Regions from separate parts of the Mus musculus genome. Here region 1 is linked to region 2. Evidence: chromatin contacts called from public promoter capture Hi-C data. All regions are on one chromosome and are shown on one strand. The core of a region is the stretch at or near the end of the contact, and the rest is flanking DNA. Distances in the headings are between cores, read along the strand shown.

Evidence for each region. Promoter capture Hi-C pulls out the DNA fragments that hold promoters and counts their contacts.
Region 1: a contact with region 2 is called in a promoter capture Hi-C map of liver, with 4 times the contacts expected there. The contact joins the promoter of 4933407K13Rik here to the promoter of Vbp1 in region 2. A contact is called at or near these places in 2 of 39 promoter capture datasets (both in liver).

What each region holds. Positions count from the first base shown.
Region 1 is chrX:75,763,375-75,766,074 of GRCm38.p6, reverse strand. It overlaps 4933407K13Rik (RIKEN cDNA 4933407K13 gene), which reads left to right and starts at 1,376. Exons shown (of 9, transcript NR_029443.1): 1 at 1,376-1,549.
Region 2 is chrX:75,512,900-75,515,599 of GRCm38.p6, reverse strand. It overlaps Vbp1 (von Hippel-Lindau binding protein 1), which reads right to left and starts at 1,303. Exons shown (of 6, transcript NM_011692.2): 1 at 1,172-1,303. The coding sequence starts at 1,261.

The sequences.
Region 1 (2,700 bases), core at 127-2,626, 250 kb before region 2:
CCCCAGAGCTCGTGTCTCTAGATGCATATGAAGCAGAAAATGGCCTAGTTGGCCATCATTGGGAAGAGAGGTCCCTTGGTCTTGCAAACTTTATATGACTCAGTACAGGGGAATGCCAGGGCCAAGAAGTAGGAGTGGGTGGGTAGGGTAGCAGGGCGGGCGGGGGAGGGTATAGGGAACTTTCAGGATAGCATTTGAAATGTGAATAAAGAAAATATCTAATAAAAAAGTGGTGTCAGGGGTGTGGGAAAGGGATGAATGAAGTAAATGGCACACACCTTATGAAAGTGTTGAGATGGAGGCCATTATTTTGTCTGATAATTTAAAAAATGTAACAAGAACAGTGCACGCACACACACACACACACACACACACACACACACACACTATCTGTTTTGATTTTCTTGGCTGCAAAGTAGAATGTGATGCTATGAAAACAGGAGGGAAATGGGAGGGTAGACTTAAGTACTTAGGTGGGGAGGGTTATGGGAGGGTAAAGTGTAGGTCAGGATAACCAAAAGGGATAAATAATAAGATGGATGTTTGAAAAAGCCATAATCACACCTATTATTTATAAGCTTTCTTAAATCAATCAATCTATCCATCCATCCATCCAACCATCTACCTACCTATATCCACAGGTGGTGACACACTTTTTAATCTTGGGCCTCAGGATGCAAATTCATGTGGGATCTATGTTAGCTCAAGGCCTTCTAGTCTACAGAGGGAGTTTGAGGATAGCCAAAGTAGCACAGAGAAACCCTGTCTTACTAATAAATTTAAAAAAAAAAATCCGGTGCCAAGTGTCTGAAACTTCCCTGTGAGTTTTGTAGTTTTATGGTCCAAGAGATTTCCCCAAACAATTCAGGGGTATTGCCATCAGTCTGGTTGCCTGCTAGAGCTTGGGGATATGACCCTAGTACTGGGCTGGAGAAACGATTCAGCAGTTAAGAGGTCCCACTGCTCTTCCAGAGGGCCCAGATACAATTCCCAGCATTTACATAGCAGCTCACGTCCATCTGTTTCTACAACTCCAGTTCCAAAAGGTTTAGTGCCTTCCCTCTCCGATCCTATTCTGGACATTTCAGGCACTAGGAATACATGTGGTACACAGACATGCAGGCAAAACATCCACAATGGCCTGGTGGCACAGAACTCTAATGCTTATTAAACCATATTTAAGCTGATTTTTTTCTGTAAATACTTTTGAGAATCTTGGATGGCTTTTTTTTCCGGTCATACGATTCCTTCAGTACTTAATGGATCCAAACAGCATCGCAGCGACTAGATAAAAGAGCTGTTCCCAGATCCCTGCCGCTTTCCCAGACCCATTGCTCCTCCTCTTTGAGACACCGGGGCGGATCTACGTAGTCTCATATCCGCAGGGCGGAGCGAGCACTCAGTAAGAAAGGATAGCTTTTCTCCCTTTTCTGCTTCGCTCCCAACTAAGAATGCAGAGTCAGGGAGATGGCGCAGAGACAATGCTGCTGTCCATTGAAGCCCTCCAAAGGTCGGAGATTCGATCACAGGACAGCCTGGCCTGGACCAAGTAAGTTTATCCCTACTCTCTGACTCCTTCTGAGATGCGGAAGGAGTTGGTGGATAGAGCGGTCTTTGTGCATCTCCTCTCCCCTCTGAGTGTGTAACCCTGAGCTGGGAGCCTTGGGCTTTAGAGCGCGCAGGGATCCCTCTGGGCAGAGGAGGGAACACCACGTGACTTGGCCTTGTTGGTGAGTTTAGGGATAGTGAGTTTTGTGCTCTGGGCAGCATCTGGAGAGCCTTGGTGGAAGAGCCTCATGGGGGACTCGGAAGCAGTTCCCTAGAACAGAATGCTGAGAAAGCTGAGAGGTTTCAGGGACCTTCACCCTAACCCACCGCTAGGGAGGTGCAGGTACTGGGGTGGTTTGAACTGTATAATTGTTAAAGCATGGGCTGCCCTGTGGGTGGCTGCTTCGACTCCCCAAACTTAACCACTAAGAACTTTTACTATTAGGGATGTTTTAAACAGACAGACAAGTAGACAGACAGACGGACCCTACAAACAGAAGCAGCAAAACCCTCTGCATTTGTGAGTGTGCATTGGCAAGTTCTCACAAAATAATCAGGGCCATTCTTTCTGTTTTTCGTTTTCTTTTTCTAGTTTTGTTTTTGTTTTTTTTTTTTTTTTCCCCGAGGCATGGTGGTCTCTGTGTGTAGTTCTGGCTGTCCTGGAACGCACTCTGTAGACCAAGCTGGACTCAAACGCATGGAGATGCCACTGCACTCTGCCTCCCAAGTGCTGGAACTAAAGGCGTGGGCCGCCACTGCCTGGTGCCCATGTACATCTTCATTGCTCTAGACTCTAGACTTGTGGACCTGGGCAGGTAGGAAATTATGGTTCTGCTGATTATTGCAGCACTGATTGTAGATACCGAAGCCTTGCACATACACGGAAAGCCACTCTGCTGCAGAATTGTATGCTCCTTGTAATAGTAAAGGAATAATTAAACTTGGAAATTAAAAAAAAAAGAAATGATTTGAGATACTAAGGTCTATAATAATACACAATGTGCCTAAGTCGAGCAAGTCCTATTTTAAAAGTAGGTCAGATGCTATGTATTTATAGGAATGTCTGCATTTGTGTGAAAGTGTATACAAGATACTTGTATTTCTTGTTATTCATACCAAAGGAGAAGTAATGAAGTGATAGATATAGTTCCT
Region 2 (2,700 bases), core at 54-2,553:
TTATAATAGGATCAGGAGAAATAACACAAAATTTCCTCACCTCTAAGTAGCAGAGCATGACCAAAGAGGTTCTAAAGCTCTCCTGACTGCTCAAATGCTACTTCTGGATACCTCTATTTCTGGGTTTCATCAACTACATCTACAAAATTTGAACAACAGTAACTCCCTCATAAAGTTTTGCAAATTTTCTAAGAAAATTTCTGAACCTCAGAAAATATTACTTCATGTAAAGATCACTTGAAAAATATTTTTAAAAGCACAGAACATTGAGAATACACATAAAAATTTATTCCACCAGCACATTAAAATATACAATATAAAATGTGATTTAAGTAAAAGAAAAAAAGGGTCTTTTGAAGAATGTTAGCAATAAGACAGAATATATATAATTTTTGGTACATACCAAAAAAGAATCAAGGAAATTTTGACTAAGATTTTATATGCTTCAGTACAAATATTTAACTTGGGTCGGTCCTGTTACATGAAACCTTCCAATTGCATTTCCCACAATCTTCACAACTGCATAAAATTTGTTGTCTACAAACTGCTTAAATAGTATTACTAAAAGCAAATATAAAATGGTTTCAAAAACCTAATAACAGCCGGTTGCCCATTACATAAGCCTCAATTCTTAAAAGCAAGAACACATGGACTTAACGTTTGTGCTAACGTTTACTTTTCTCAGCAGTCTGCTTCCATTCCCAAGGAAACGGACCACGGCCGTGCTCAAGCTGACTGGGTGCCACTCAGTACCCACACCCTACAAACAGCTGCTCTGCCTGCTCTCTGTGCTAAATGTCCACCCATCTACATCTCCGGCATCACTGCGGTCTTGAGCTCAATAACCGTTGCTGCTGTTTTTTGTTTTTCTTTAGGCGACAACAGGCAGCAACTGGTCAGTTTCAAGGGACGCCACGCCCCAATCCGCCTCGCATCCGTCTCCAGCTACCCAGTTCTCCTCCCTGCTCCCTCTTCTGGGCCGGGGTTGGACTACCTTTCTTCAAAGCTATCGCCCGCCAGGCCTAAAAAGCCAAGATGCAGGAAGAGGCAAAAGGCCAGACATTCCCTTCCGGGACCCTTTAGCTCTGTTCCTCCCAACGACCCAGACCTGGGAAGTGACTGGAAAGCAATCTCCAATATCAGATTAAGACGCTGAGAAAGAGTTTCTTACCACAAACACTGCTTCAGGAATCCCTAAGTGGAGCCGCCGCCCGTTTCCAGCAGCAGTTTCTAGGCCGCATCCGTCCTTAGCCGCCGCCATCTTCAGAAAGCACCAGAGCAAATAACTACCTTCTGAGGCATCGATCGTTGGCGTCAGTGATTGGATCGTTTGCACTTCAGACCCGCCTCTCTCCCTGCGAATCTGCGTATTCATTGGTGCTTACGTCGTGGGTGGTGATTGGCTACACGCATGTGACTGACAAGCTTAGAAAGGATGTGTTGGAAAAGCCAGAAGGCTAATGCTTATTCTAATGCTTAATCTCAGAGATCTAAGGAATGGGCAAGGATAAAGCCCTGGGAATTCAGACCATGCCAAACCGCAGCCCCACCTGCACCTGAAGATATCAAGAGACTACACTCCAGAGTGGCTTCTGAGGCAATCCCAATTCCCTTTTGCAGACCAGTGAACTTCATTCTGAGTGTGTATGCCCTGGACTCATAAGAAATACACCAATCTTTCTCACAAGCCACCTTCAGTGAGATACTTGTCGGCTTCCAGGTCAAAACTTTCGATATGTTTATAGTTTATGTGAAAAAAATGCCAAGAGCTGTGCTTAAATTCTTAGATCCAAAGACTTCCCAGAGTTTTGTCCTCCACAACAACTCTTTAAAAAGCAAATCTATCAATAAACCAGATATGCATAATCACTGCAGGAGACCCTGTTTGCAAATAAAAGCAAAAGTAGCTTATAAAACAAAGCAAGCCAGTATCAATTTGTCTTAGTCAGGGTTTCTATTCCTGCACAAACATCATGACCAAGAAGCAGTTGGGGAAAAAATGGTTTATTCAGCTTACGATTCCATACTGCTGTTCATCACCAAAGGAACTCAGGACTGGAACTCAAGCAGGGCAGGAAGCAGGAGCTGATGCAGAGGCCATGGAGGGATGTTCTTTACTGGCTTGCCTTACCTGGCTTGCTCAGCCTGCTCTCTTATAGAACCCAAGACTACCAGCCCAGAGATGGTCCCACCCACAAGGGGCCTTTCCCTCTTGATCACTAATTGGGAAAATGCCTTACAGTTGGATCTCATGGAGGCATTTCCTCAACTGAAGCTCCTTTCTCTGTGGTAACTCCAGCTGTGTCAAGTTGACACATAAAACCAGCCAGAACAACATGGCAGGGAAACTATAGCCATGAAATCTCAACAATATGGTTGCCTAGCCAAGTCCTACATAATGACCCCAGCAGCATACACGTTAATGGGAATGAGGGAAATTTCACACAGCCCTACACTAGATGATGAACTACAATCAGTCAATGGCTGCTGAGGGAGGGAGAATCAATTTTCTCCAGAGACAAGCCCCCCTGATAGGTTGCCAAATCTTAAATGGTCAGCCCCAAGTACATGTACATATGAACAACATTAAATGTACTCAGTTATAAGTTTATATAAGATACAGTAATAATCATACAAGAAGGGACCATGAATCCAAGAGGGAGTGGGCAGGAGTTAAGAGGGAAAAAGTTAGGGTGGGAA